Linked DNA regions of Mus musculus: regions 2 and 3 are each linked to region 1. Evidence: chromatin contacts called from public Hi-C data. All regions are on one chromosome and are shown on one strand. Each heading gives the region's core, a stretch centred on a gene start, on an enhancer-like site or on the middle of the called end of the contact. The rest is flanking DNA. Distances are from core to core; before and after follow the strand shown. Region 1 overlaps Dtd1 (D-tyrosyl-tRNA deacylase 1). Region 2 has its middle 110 kb from the start of Slc24a3. Region 3 has its middle 56 kb from the start of Slc24a3.

Region 1 (4,985 bases), core at 1,042-3,541:
AGCCTTTCCATGGCCTGGTGCTTGTGCACCCTGTGTTGGAGTTTCCACGAGCAACTCCTCCTTGGGCTCTGCTTGGGCTCTGAACAGGTCAAGAGTGGAACAGGAAAGAAGTCTGGGTGGTGAGAACACTTCCTGGGTGGAAGGGAACTGCCTATAGGAGATGGGCTTGGTTCAAGCTAGCCCAAGGCTCTTGTCTAGTGCCATGTCCCCTAACATTGGGCCACATCCCAGTGGGTCATGGCAGTGCTCTGGATGGTAGAAACAACAGCACATGCCTCTTGGTCACTCCATTTTTCCTTTGATAACATTTGTTGTTGTTGTGTTTCCTGGTCAGTTGTCTGGGCTGTCCCTCAGACTGACCATATACTCTGATGGCCAATGGTAGGTACGTTAGTAACAGGGACCAAAGCTTTTTACACATTCATTGCAATCATGATGACTGGCCCCAGACTGGCGGGGTGGACCTTCTTGGTATGTGGTGAGAGTCAGTTGAGCATTGTCTAGAGAGGCAGGGACAGCAGCCTCAGGTCAGTAGTGATTCCTGATGTGTGGTTCACCTTCCAGCCTGATTAGGAGGGGGCCTCAAACAGCAGCTGCCCGAGACCAGTGTGTAGATGCTGGGCCCCAGCCAGGGGTTTTTGTGTCTGAAACATGTGGCACAAACATGTTTGACACGTGCTTGTCCTGCAGCCCTGGGTGGAACCCTGAGACTTATAGTTAAGAACAACTCGATTATATCACCACATGAAACCAGATGTAATTTTGTAGATATGTTCTTGTCTTTTATTTTTAAAAGTGTATTTATTTTCCCTGGCCAGTGTAATTTTTCTTGGGGACTTCACCCTTTGATCTGGACTGGAAAAAAATGTTACCATTTTAAGACCTCTTAAAACCTGTCTTTGGATTTATTGTGTGTACAAATGGAAATTCAGATAATAGTTCTGTTCCCAACTGAAGAAAAACAGGAAAAGAAAAATAATTTCTCACTACTTGGAATGAGAACCACAGTGAAGCATGTGCCGTATATCCTGCCAACAGAAATTCAAGGTTGAAAATAATTCTCTTCCTCCTGAGTCTGCCTGCAGCTTCCCTGAGGAGCGTAGATGGTGAAATTTGCTACTAATTGTAGCCATAATTTTAGCATGCAATTAAACACATGATTTCCTTCCCAGCTGATGTCTTTTTAGCTAGTGTGACACAGATAAAACAAAGGCTCTGTTGATTTGAATGGCCACTTTAATCATAAGAGATCACAGAAAGCCACCATTATTTGGGCACACTTGGTTCCCCACTGGGAACCAGATTATCTTGCCTATAAAAGATGGCAGACAGTTTGGGTGCTTTTAATACCATCTCTGGTGTTACTGTCTGTGCACTGAGGAAAACCAATGCTAGTGTGTGTGTGTGTGTGTGTGTGTGTGTGTGTGTGTCTGTCTGTCTGTCTTTTTAAATCCTTGTGGAATTAAGGAGGAAGTGAACGGACTGGGAAGAATCAGAATGGAAAGCTGATGTGGTGGAAGTCATGGCTCCTGGAGAAAGATTCTGTACTGGAGTCATAAAGCTGCCTTAAACCCAGAAGGCCAACGAATGGGGATTGATATGAGAGCCTTTAATGGGCATGAGGCCAAGATGGTATCGCTCAGTGGCTGTGCTAGTGTGCCTTCCTGCCACACACATGGCATTCTGTGTTACCAGGTCTTTTTTTGCCAGTTCTCTTGGTCAGCCTGTAATGTTTGTGCTGTTTAGCTGCCTCCCCTTCCTAAGTCCTTCATGGGGATGGCCATTTGTCCTGTGTTGTCTGGCAGGCCCCACTGCCCAGGTTTTTATATTTTTATTACATTGTTGTCCATGTGGTCTTTGGCCAGGTAAACCTGGGGTCTCCAACTCTTGAATTTGTTTGATTGTTTTTTCAGATGGCAAGTTTGGTGCCTACATGCAGGTGCACATTCAGAACGATGGGCCTGTGACTATAGAGCTGGAGTCCCCTGCTCCTGGAGCTGCTAGCTCTGACCCAAAGCAGGTAAGCCTAGAACCTGGAGCCTGCCAGTCTGGAGGGTATAGATAGGTAATGTGCCTTGACCTAATCATTGTCTCTGGGGAAGTCCTCATCCTGAGGTGGAGGAAACCCTTCATGGCTGCAGCCTCACGTCTATCTTACTTTCTCTCTTCTCAAGAACTCCTGAGCATGTCTCTGCTCCACCGTGTAGACAAAGTGTTCTTAGAAGCGTCTGTTCTTCTAGTTCTTGGGCTAGGTGTCATGTCACCCAGTTGCCACTGGGTGGCAGCAGAGCAGCGACCCTGGCTAGTGTACCCAGTGAGAGTGGTTACCTGGATTGGATTTTGTCCAAGGTGTGGGTGGTAGATGAGCCACTCAAGATTCTTTATAAGTCTTCATTTTTCTAAAGCAACATCTGACCTGGATTTACTGCCAACTCTATAAGCATTCAGGAAGAATGTAATTAAAACAGAGAAAAGGGATGTGTAATAGTCTTGCAAACTTATGCTGTCCCATTGTGTTTAGCATATATAAAAGCTTTAATTAATCCACTTGATAGAGACATGAGGCATGGCAGGCTGTGGAACTAGGCCTGTTCCTGCTCTTCCTTCCTAGCATCGTCCCCTTCCTAGGATGCTGCAAAGTGGAACGATGAGCTCACGTGGGGGATGCAGGATATAAACAAGGCTGAGTGCTGGTGTGGAGCCATTGACACTTTGTGTTGGCTGAGAGGTAGGACCATGTCTGCATGGCATTAAGCTTCAAAAGTGGAACTGAGGTTGTTGCTATTACTGACACATTTCATCTGTCCATCCATCTGTCCGTCTGTTTGTCTGTCTATCTATCTATCTATCTATCTATCTATCTATCTATCTATCTACCTACCTATCTATATGAATGCTCAGTCTGCATGTTCATCTGTATACCAGAAGAGGGCTTTGGATCCTAGTATAGATGACCATTGTGTGGTTGCTGGGAATTGAACTCAGGACCTTTGGAAGATCAGTCAGTGCTCCAACCCGCTGAGCAACCTCTCCAACCCCTACTGATAACGTTTTAAAAATCACAAACAATCTACAGGGAAATGTAAACTTTGAGATAATTTGAGCCTCACAGGAGAGCCCACAGAACCCTGCTACAGTCTTTCCTGGCTTTCCTAGTTTTGATGTATTATTTAGAGTGATCACATACTGAAGTTAGCCCTGATCCAACACTATTAGCTACATTAGAGCCTTATATGAACTCACTAGCCCGCCCTCTCCCTCCCTCCCTCCCTCCCTCCCTTCTTCCTCCTCCTTTCTTTCTTCTCTTCTCCCTCCTCCTTTCTTTCCTTTCCCATTTTCCGTTCCTTCCTTTTTCTGACACAAGGTATCACTTTGTAGTCCAGGCTGGTCTTGAACCCAGTCAGTCTCTTTCCACACTCTTCTAAGTGCCAGGATTATAGGCATGAGCAGCCAGTGCTCAGTTGCTGTGGCTGCCGCCTCTGCTGCTTGGCTAGATCTTACAGGAAGGCACCACATCCTGTAGTCTAACTAGTTTTTGTTTTAGCTGTGCAACATTGCAAATTCCATTGCATTACAGTTGTCATTTCTCTTTGTTTTGTTCAACCTGAGTCAGTTCCTTAGTCTTTCCTGTGTTTCACGACCTTGACCCTTTCTGGAATGCTGTTCGGTAGACCTTTTCTCAATTTTGTGTCTGTGGTTAGAGCAAGGCACTGTGGTGTGGTGGGAAGAGCGGCTGTCCAAAAGCCATCTTGTTCTCTTCTTAGGGCATCATCAGGCAGTATGCATGCGACACCAGTTTGTCTCACCGCAGTCATGCTAACCTTGCCGCCTGGTTACAGTGGAGTCTACCAGATTTCTCCATCCCCCCCCCCCCCCCCCGGCACGCCCCTGGCTTTCTTCTGGTCTTGGCAGACAGTTCTCTTTTCTTTGCAGAGAAAGAGGTCAGCAGATGGCATCAGCCCGGCTGCTCCCCACTCCCCACTTCAGTGTAGCAGCAAAGCTTCCCTTCCTGGGCTGAGGCCAGAGCCAAAGTGAAGACCCCTGTTCAGACCCCGTAGGAGCTTTCCTTCGTACCACGTGGCTCCTCAAGTAGCAGCCGGCCTTTTTTTCATGGGTAGTGCCTTTGGAAATCAGGGATTACTTAATTAGGGATTCCAAACTTTCTGATGTCCCTGAGAAATAAGACAATAAGAAAAAAAAAAAAAACCCAACCATTTTCAAGGTGGTGACAGAATAGAGGCTCCTTGAATATAGACCCTTGGTGGTGGCACAGGTCACATCCTGCCCAGCCAGTCTGGCCTGGTTTTGACTCCCCCTTTCCAGGCTCTCAGCAGCCTCACTTAGCTCTCTAGGGCCTGCTTACTCATCATCTTACTCTTCCTGGCCTCGCCCTCCTCTGGTGCTAGGAATTCATCCCACTGTCTCATGCACACTAGGCAAGTGAGTGCCCTGAGCCATTCTGGGGCCTCTGGGGCATCTGTGCTTCCTGGTCTACAGTGGGCGAGTCCCTCGGCATCTTCCTTCTGCTCTGCCCTCGGGGGCTTAAGGTCCCCACTGACCTCTTGGTTGTCCCGGTGCATGACAGCTTTCGTGTCTCTTTCCCTCGTCCTCCCGGCCATTGCTGCCACTATGGTCTGCTTGATCGCGGAAGCCAGCGGAGCCGCAGCTTGCAGGGTGGCAGTCTCTCTCACTTTTCTTTCTGCTCCTGCTGTTCCCTTTGGCTTTATGTGATTGTTGTCCCATAGTTTTGAGGAATTATTCTGCTTTAACTGTATTTTGGGAAAGTTTTAGGTTGGCTTTTTCATTCCATCTAAACTATTTTAAAATGGCATGTTGTATACCTGTAATATCCCATAAAACTAGAGAAACCTGATGAGCCTCAAACATTGTTCTTTAAACATCGGAGGAAGTTATATTAATTTATTAGGTTAAAGAAGACTTTATGTAGTCCTAGAGGTCCTTGCTGTTAAAATTCATGTGTTGTC
Region 2 (4,642 bases), core at 789-3,288, 420 kb after region 1:
AGTATTGTTTTCTCTACATTCTTTTAGCCATGTTTTTCTTTGTCAAGGGAGACAAAGTTATTACAAGCTGAGTGACATTTTGTTCAGTAACAAGAATGTCTTTAATTTGTGAAGCACTGGGTAGAGATATTAAACACCATGAGAAGCAAAACCTTCATGTTCACTCATTGGTTGTGATTTTTTTCAACAACTGTCTTGTCAAATGAGATGGTTCTGTACAGCTATTCTTTTTTTTTTTTTTTCCATTTTTTATTAGGTATTTAACTCATTTACATTTCCAATGCTATACCAAAAGTCCCCCATATCCACCCACCCCCACTCCCCTGCCCACCCACTCCCCCTTTTTGGCCCTGGTATTCCCCTGTACTGGGGCATATAAAGTTTGCAAGTCCAATGGGCCTCTCTTTCCAGTGATGGCCGACTAGGCCATCTTTTGATATATATGCAGCTAGAGTCAAGAGCTCCGGGGTACTGGTTAGCTCATAATGTTGTTCCACCTATAGGGTTGCAGATCCCTTTAGCTCCTTGGCTACTTTCTCTAGCTCCTCCATTGGGAGCCCTATGATCCATCCATTAGCTGACTGTGAGCATCCACTTCTGTGTTTGCTGGGCCCCGGAATTCTTAACAGCGTGTGGTCCTACAGAGTGTACTTTGATTATTTTCCCTGTATTTCGCAGAGAAATGAATGCATGGGGAGAAGACAGTACATTAAACCCAATGGATGATGTTTTAGGTCATTAGGACTTAATACTCTGGAATTCCAATTAAGGGAGTGTTTGTGGGAAAAAATTCACATTCAGACCCTATGTATACAGGGTTTGTAGTCTTCCTTCATTTCCCTAGACGATATAATTAGCATATACATGCACTGTAACCTTGCACCATTCTCCCTATTAACTGTAAAAAGACTAAGGTTCTTTTGTGCATTTTAAAATGTAAATACAGATTTCAACATTTTATTACTTAAATATTTTCCTTTTATACCCTAGCAAAGTACCCATCCCATCTCCTGGGTGTGGACGCCTTACTGTGGTGACGATCACAAAATATCATGGTTCTTTATTTATTGTTGCCATGGTAGCAAAGCTTTTTCATTGTGAACTGAGAAATGTGCAGGGCAACAATGATGAAGCCTAACTTATGTCATGATTTCAGAAAGGTTCAGTGCATGCAACTCAATAGCAATGACCAGTTGTTCTCTTTGTTGCACACCATCATTGTAGCAGAGCCTGACTAGTTCTGTGGTGCATTCCCCAGGTTCCTGTAGGTCCTTCATCCTAGGATATAGCAAATGTCACATCAACCTGAATCAAGCTCAACCTATAGCCTGTAGTTGAGTTGTGTTATCAGAATCATGAGTGATAAATGTTAGCATGTGACTTTGTGAGTTTTTCATCAGCTTTAAGTACTCCAGTGCCCTCTTAACCTTGTTCAGAGTTAAGTTCATAGACATTTGGATGTACTTGAACATTCTCTGAACAGTTCTGCCCCAAGTAACCTGATTCCGACTTGGTTCCCTAAATATATTGGCATGAGACAATCCTAACAGTCTATGAAGCCATCCCCAGACACACCATCCTTTTTCATTTACAACTTTGAGGTGGAAAATGAATACATGTGAAGTTGGTCAAAGAATAAAGCTACACATATGTTACAGAAATAAAGGGATTCACAGAGGCATGAAGACTTCCATGGATGCAGAAGGAAATAAGAAACCAGTGTTTTGAAGGCTGCAGCTTCAGGATGGAAGGAGCTGTCATAACTCGGACAGAAAGACTAGAACTCAGAAAGATGTCTGGGAAGCCTAGTGTCTAACACGTGAGAGCTAGACAAGGTTTGCTAAGTGCTCATGTTTGATAACACTGCTGCAGATGCCTTCCCAGGAACACTAACCTTATTTTTACTGCTGCCTTCCCACCCACGTTCTTCCCATTGGTCTTGAGAGTTTCTCATGAAAATCTGAAGGTTCTCAGGAAAGTGCTAAGAAAGGCTCTCCATCTTAGGTAGAGTGCTCAGCGGTGCAGGCAGACAGCAGATGGTTTCTGCAAAGGTCCTGGCAGTGTTCTGTGTTTGCTCTGCCAGCATCAATCCAAAGCTTTGTGGACCTAGTCTGTTTGGTTCCTGGATCTACTCAGATGCTAGCTGGCTGTGACAGAGGGGACATCCCAAGCCCCAATCGTGCTCACAGACATCCATGGAGTTTCCTCTCTAGCATGTGGTACTGTAATAGGTCTCACATCTGTCTCCTCAATTTGGCTTCAGGTTCCTAGGGGGTGAGTTCTCTTTACCTACCTTTGCTCCCTCAAAGACTGGAATTTTTGTGTAACTTAGTATACCATCTGTACATAGAAAGGATTAAATGTGGTGTTTCTGTTTGTTTTAATTAACTTGTTTTGATTTGTAAAGAAGAAGAAGAAGAGGTTGGGAAGGCCTTTACCAATTACTCTAAACCATAAACATGACTACTCTCACACACCACCACCCCCAGTCCCAGCATTTAGGTCATGCATATTTTGCATCAGGGATTCTTGCCATACTCATCAAAGCTGTTTCCTTGAGAGGCATGGGTCTGGTTTGTCTCTTCAACTCCAGGCAGGGCTTCACTCCAACCAGATGGAAGATCATCTTTCACTACTTATTTATTTAAATCGAAAAATTTCACTCTTGCTCTTGAATTTGCTTGAGGATACAAAGAGATAGTGGTCCAACGTTGTTGTTGCGGTTTAATCTCAAATCCACATAACTTCTCTGTGATCCGGCGGAATATTTGCATTTAAGAGAAACCCTCTTGGGCTCATTGCTGGAATTTGCTTTTACTCTCAACCTGCCCAATCAGTCTCCCAGCTTCTAAAAATACACTCTTATTTTTGCTCTCTTTTCAACTTGAAACGGACACAGAATGCGGACATCTCACACTATTTACACTCCCAGAAAGCTGTCAGCAGAGGTGCTGGGGAGACAGTACTTAATCTTGATAAGAAAATAGAATGTAAACACAGCCAGCTGAGTGAAATGTTTTACATTGGCCTTTGCTCTTACTGCCCTCACGTGTGTGTGTGTGGTGGCAGCTACCAAGACATGCTATGAATCCCCACTTTCGTCATAGAGTCCCATCAGCTGGGACAATTGCTAAGGTTTTCTTGTTCCTCAGTTTCTGGGCACAGCCAATCCACCAAATAATCATTAGCCCCGGCTTCTGGATCATCCCTGCTTGTGGAGGATAACTATTTCACACATGTTTGTCTTGGTCTCTTGTCTCTGCTAGCACAATTCGGCAGTTTAGCAGGAGTTATGTGGCATTATGAACAAAGGTGTCTCAATAAAATCTCACAGATGCAGCTGAGCTTCTGCTTCAAGCATGTGTCAGAAGAATCACTGGCAACCTTGAGGGCCAGGGTGCATTCTGTTATGGGCTCATGTGGGAGCAGTTACTGGAGCAGGATGGTCCCAGCAACGTCAGACAATTCAACCCACCCTTCCGGTGTATGACTCAGAGCAAGAAGGGCCTGTGGCAGTGGACATATTTTTGTATCAGATGGTGTAGACTATAATGACTCTGGTAGCAGTATTCTCAGCCACTTTGCTTTAGCTCAGCTCTTCACTATCCCCCAGAGACCCATATTTGGAAGGGTTGGTCCTTCTGTCCCATGGTGTCATTGGGAACGATGGAACTTTTGTGAAGCAAAGCCCAGTGAAAGGAAACTGGGTCATGGGAGTTCTTGAGAGAAATATTGGGACCCCCACCCCTTCTCCTTCTCTCTGTTTCCTGGCTGCACTTGGAGTAATCTCTTCTTCCAGGTTCCTTTGCTACAGACCTAACAGCAATGAAGCCAATTGGCACAAACTGAAGCCTCCTAAACAACAAAAAAAGCTTTTCCTTGGGTGTTTTGTTACAGTAATGGAAAGCTGGCTGATACATGCCCCATCTGGAAGTAGTGTAAATATTCATCAACAGTAGAATTGATAAATTATCTGAGCCATTGTTAATGTGCTATTACTACTGCAGAGATGACAAATAAAACTTAGCTGTATGTCACAACAGGAGAAACTCTAAAATCACAAGGTTGAATATGGAAACCAGGCATGTAAGCTTCATTCATATATCACCATGCTTGAGTTCATGGTGAGATGCTTGAGATGAGGACCTCAGTGTGTGCTGTTTAGAGGAAGGGTGGAGGTGTTTGAAGCATTAGGAGTTTCAGAGGAGGGGTATGCTGATGTCCTTTTGTCCCAATGGCAATTACACTTGTGTGCCTGTTCTATGTAAATGCATTCTCACTTGTGTATAACCCTGTAAAATATTACACTCCACTAGCAAAATTGTATGAAAATAAATATACAAAGCCTGTGACAGCCAAGCTTACCTTCTTCTGCTGCTTCCTCTTCTTCCTCTTCATTTTCCTCTTCTTCCTCTTCTTCTTCCTCCTCCTTCTCCCCCTCCTTCATCCTCCCCACTTCTCCTTCTTCTTTACGGATTGGTTCCCAGCTGATGAGGGGTGGTTGATAAGCACACCACTTGCTCTTGGTCAAACTCCATACCCTCCCTTTCTTTCTAATCCTACCATTACAATGTACACCATCCCACCCCAATTACTCTTCCAGATTCTTCACCCATGTCAGACCCATGGTTCTGTGCAGACA
Region 3 (4,878 bases), core at 1,178-3,677, 480 kb after region 1:
CAATTTCTTCAAGGATAAAATATGTCTTTAAGAGTCTACTGCACCAACTATGTACAAGAGGTTCAGTAAATAATTGTGAGTTCCCTTAAGTCCTATCTATGTGCAAAGTGTTTAGGTAAGTTCAAAAATGCCCGTGCCTATATCTGTGACCATGAGTGATTGCATTATGCCGAATGGCTTTCTTAGGTCTAATCAGGAGGGAAGTAGCAGTTTATTGGAGAAGTGGTCTTAGGAAAGAGAAAGGGGAAACAAGACAAAGAATAAAAGAAAGCTGTCTTAGTTAGGGTTTTACTGCTGTGAGCAGACACCATGATCAAGGCAAATTTTACAAAAAACAACATTTAATTGGAACTGGCTTACAGGTTCAGAGGTTCAGTCCATTATCATCAAGGCAGGAACATGGCAGCACCGAGGCAGGCATGATGCAAGCAGAACTGAGAGTTCTTTATTTTAATCTGAAGACTACTAGCAGAATACTGGCTTCCAGGAAGCTAAGATGAGAGTCTTATAACATACACCCACAGTGACACACCTACTGCAACAAGGCCACACCTTCTAATAGTGCTACTCCCTGGGCCTAGCATATACAAACCATCACAAAAGCCAACATTGCGTATGTTGTTTACTGCACTTTGAGGTAACTGGGACAACGATGCTGGGGTATTTGTCTATTTCTATCTGCTTTTGGTTTAAGGCTGTTCCAAAGGGGTATCAACTCCTTAGTGCTTCCAATCTACTTGTGCCCAGGCACGGCAGTTCTGGGTATCAGATATGGCCTTTGACTTGGCAACGACCAAAACCACTTGTAGTTGGAAAGACCTAGTGGATCAGCATTCACAGGAATAGTGAGTTTTGAGAGGATGTGGCCAGGCATCACCAGCATCCACAGCCACTGCACTGTCTTTACTTTAACTTAACTTTTTATGTCTTGCTATGTATCCAAAGCTGGCTTAGAACTCACAGTCCTCTTAAATAAGCTTCCTAGAATTACAGGTAGATACCACCTTGCCTGACCAGTCTGTTACCTACCCATCTGCATCTTTATCATTGAGGCAGGGTCTCCCTTTGTGCTGTGGATGCCCTAGAACTCAAACTTGTTACAGTCATTATGCTTCCATTTCCTGAGTGCTGGGATTACAGGCATGCTTGCCACTCCCAGCTGTACTCTGCCTTCTTGGTAAGTATTGCCCCGCCAAGGTTAACCTACAGCTTTCTTGGTAAGCATACAACCGAGATTATTGGGTTTACTTGTAATGCTCCATGTGATATTATTGAAAACCACTCTGACTAAACCAATGAGAAGTTTTAGGTCCTTTTTATTAATGGCCAGACCAACAGTGGGCTTGTGTCTCTGAAAGTCTACTGGTGTCCAAGCTCAAGGATACAGAGTTCTTAAAGGCAAACCTCACAAAGACCATAACCTATATCAAAGTTAATTGATGGTTAGAGTAACCTTGAAATGTTTATCCCTGACTGAGCATAGTAGCTATTTTAGATATAACTTGTCAGTTCTTTTGGTTAATGCATCCAGACTGTGGTCAAGGCTATGGAAATCTCAGATATGTTGCTAAGGCAGATGTGACCATTGGGTGGGAGGTGGGTAGAGGGGCTGAGAACTATCTAAGTTATATGAAATGAAATCAGAACAGGATGGTGTTACCTTATCTATTTTGTAGATACAGAGCATGAGCAAGGGGTTGCTTACAGAAGTCTGGATGACCCTCAAATATCCATGTTTTAAAATCTTCACTTTTCACAGATCGTGGCTCCTCACAGACACCAAGAAGGATGTCATAACTCTACTTCACCTTTACCAGCTTATGCACTTTAATATCTCCAGAGTCCCTGTGAACACCCAGTATTAAGTCAGACAAGTGGCAGACAAGTGGCTGGAATCCCAGGTTAGGGTCCAATGACCCTTTCTATCTCTTCCTTCCTGAAGGCATCATCAGTCATCAACAGCTCATGACTGTCTCTTGCAAGCAACTGATCCAAGGAAGGTGGAAGCTCCTTTGCTTAGAGAAACCTGTTCTATAGCACCTGGCTATGGTATGGTTCCTGTTTAAGTGACTATCCATGATTCTGGGAACAGTCAAAGCAAAGGTGTGAAATCTGGGCCAGAGAAATTGGAAAATGTACTATGAATCCATGAGAGCAGAACTGAGAGATATTTATTTATGCATTTGGCAAAGGTCTTCTTATTTTTTACCGAGCATTTGAGCTCTTCTACATATAAGGAAGAATTTTATCAGCCCAACTAGTCTATAAAATCCTTCACAACTCATTTTATGGTGTGTTTGAAATACTTCAGGCTAAGTTATTTGTTGATAATTTGTCTTTTCTTTTTGATGTCTCAGCCAGGGATTATCTTCCCCAAAATAGGATTGCTAACTTTTTGAAGACCTGTGACCATTGTTTGTTAGCAGGACACATAAATATCTATTTATTGGTGTGAAGCTAGTAGCAGCCAAGGTCTGTATCTTACTTAGGCTTAGTAGAAATAAAGACTTTCAAAACGAGAATCCTGAGTTTCTGAATCTTAGGATTCAGCAAACAGCTCTAGCCATCCAGCCAGTTCAAGATGAAATGTTCCCATTTCTTCCCATGAAAGTAGCCTAGGCAAATGTTCTCTGGTGTCTTGTCCTGGTTGGTTGGAAAATGGTTCAGTGGTTCGCACTAATTGTCAGCCCAGACTCCTGAGTTAGAAATTCAGGGAATCTCTTTATTGGCCACCGAATGATTGGAGGGGTTGCAACCTCTATAGCTTTCCTGGGCCTTTTAGTTTGTTAAATTCTTTCAGGAAAACAAGAACAATTAATTGCTTAAAAGATAATGCCAATTAGCTACAACAAATGGTTATGGCGTCCTAAAATAAAGTTTCCCTGTGTTGATGAGCTAGCACGCTCCAGCTCTTTAGCCAGGCTCTCTGCCTACTTTTGGGGGAAACTTTTTAGGGTAAGGTAAATGATACATGTGAAGAAACCACTCCATGGTCAGGTTTAGTTAAGAGATTGGACATTAAGAGAAATGAAGGGCAATTTGACATTAGAGGATTCATGGAGAATGTCAGCTACGGCTTCTTCACAACATGCTAGGGCTACCTGCTGGCTCAGAAAAGGCAAGCTCTACTAACAGAGTCTGAAGAGTCCTGTGCTCAGAAGAACTAAAGAAAATCACTGTGTATATGTGTTGTTTATTTAAGATGGAAAAGCTTGTTGAAGGCACGGTAACCTGTGGTTCTCTACTGGTATATGCATACACTTGTTTGTTTAAGAATTCTGGTAGAAGGTAGAAATGGAAGAAGACATTCTTGTGCTTGCTGATGTTACTCCTGGAACTCCGGGGGAAAGAGGTCAGTAGTCTTTCTTATTATTTTATCAGTGTGTCCTGTTCTCCTCCACCCTGACTCCCTTGTCCCACATCAGTTACTTTCCCCAAACCAAGCTCTGCACTTATGCCTGCTGGCCATCCCGTCGGAGCCATGGGGCAGAAGAGGAGAGTGATGGATGCCTTTAGAGGGAAGCAGAAACTGAATCCATTCTACAGCCAGAAAGGCCATTTGCTCCTGGTGCTGTCTTTAGCCTGCCACTAAGTGTTAGGGTTTCCCATGCTGTGAACTGTGATCTACTCTGGGGCTGGGTATAATATCCCCACAGAAGGGGGTATGGGAAAATCAAGCAAAATTAAGAGCTTTTAATACGTGTAAGCCTACAACAAAACATAAAAACAACTTCACAGAAAGCCCACCCATAGCCTTCTCTGTAGGACTATACTGCACTGTATCCCACAGGGCATTCATTAAGGTACAAGAAGGGATTTGGGAGGTTGTCCAATTCACTTTCTTCTTTCCAAATGCATGGATTAAAAATCCTGGTATTTTGAAGTTCTGATAATGAACTCAATTCTCAATCCACTTTATGATATTTAGTATTTGACTAATAGTTTGCTAGCCACACAGTGGCTAAAACTTTCATTGGGCCAAACACCACAGAGCTCGGCCTTCATAGGACATTCAGGAAGAAGCCATAGTTTGAAACATACACCAGGGTTCGCTATCGAACTTACATTTTTATGAAGCAGCAGTAATAATACTGGGAATGATCCCACCTGGATTCTCCAGTGTTGAGTGTGTGTCATTGGCTGTACATCAAAGACTGCAAAGCTAGACTTGGAGGTGAGCTTGCAATATCATCGCTACTATGGTATTGCCAGACTGAACTAGTTTTGAACTATGCTTGCAGATATGTGAACATGTGTGTGCACATGTGTTATATGTCTCCAAAAGAAGTTTCTATTTTAGTTGAGGTCTGTGCCCTGTGTAGATACTGTCTGGTTTGTAGGCTTCCATAAGCCATCCTGCAGGCTTCCAGTTGTAAAATTTGGTCTTTTACATTTGGGGGTATCTTGTTTAATTTATCCCTTCCCCATATTCCTCTTCATTTCCTTTCCTTTTCCTTCCCTCACTTCTCCTCTGCTTCACCTCTTCTATTTTTTTCTTTTCCTTCATCCTTCTTCTTTATTGCCTATTAGGAATATCTCTCCTGTAGAACATAACTTCTAGAACATTTGCCATCTGGTAAATGGTTCATATCAATGGGCAGAATCTTATAGCAGGCCTGTGGAGTATGCTTGTGACAGATGATGTTTGAGTTAGAAACTAGAGCAGATGCTCTCATTAGCATCGATTCAGGGTCTCGTAAACCCTGTATATCTATACCCAATGTGTGTTTACAATAGCTAGTACCTCGCTTCTCCTGGGGAAGACTGCCCTTGGGCCTCTGGACAGTTCTGTCTATGTGCCAAGATCTTGAGCCACCCAAGACTGAGTTTTCATTTTAATGAAACTAACAACCAATAGGAAGATTTGACAGGAAGCCA

The links. Hi-C and Micro-C count contacts between places; a contact is called where the count stands out from the background.
Region 2: a contact with region 1 is called in a Hi-C map of uterus, with 13 times the contacts expected there. The contact joins two enhancer-like sites. A contact is called at or near these places in 4 of 484 Hi-C or Micro-C datasets (all in uterus).
Region 3: a contact with region 1 is called in a Hi-C map of uterus, with 6 times the contacts expected there. The contact joins two enhancer-like sites. A contact is called at or near these places in 1 of 39 promoter capture datasets (the C10 cell line), 16 of 484 Hi-C or Micro-C datasets (the AtT-20 cell line, the BV-2 cell line, the C10 cell line and 9 more) and 1 of 115 datasets of contacts at active chromatin or transcription factors (astrocytes).

Annotation. Positions count from the first base shown.
Region 1 is chr2:144,633,845-144,638,829 of GRCm38.p6, forward strand. It overlaps Dtd1 (D-tyrosyl-tRNA deacylase 1), which reads left to right. Exons shown (of 6, transcript NM_025314.3): 4 at 1,914-2,020. Among named protein-coding and RNA genes, the nearest start is that of Dtd1, 36 kb to the left of the region's middle. Within about 2 kb of position 2,292, at least 18 of the 459 cell types and tissues checked have an H3K27ac peak or open chromatin away from gene starts, as enhancers often do. A contact at or near this core is called in uterus, where this site is marked.
Region 2 is chr2:145,054,378-145,059,019 of GRCm38.p6, forward strand. No RefSeq gene overlaps it. Among named protein-coding and RNA genes, the nearest start is that of Slc24a3, 110 kb to the right of the region's middle. Within about 2 kb of position 2,039, at least 6 of the 459 cell types and tissues checked have an H3K27ac peak or open chromatin away from gene starts, as enhancers often do. A contact at or near this core is called in uterus, where this site is marked.
Region 3 is chr2:145,109,529-145,114,406 of GRCm38.p6, forward strand. No RefSeq gene overlaps it. Among named protein-coding and RNA genes, the nearest start is that of Slc24a3, 56 kb to the right of the region's middle. Within about 2 kb of position 2,428, at least 1 of the 459 cell types and tissues checked has an H3K27ac peak or open chromatin away from gene starts, as enhancers often do. A contact at or near this core is called in uterus, where this site is marked.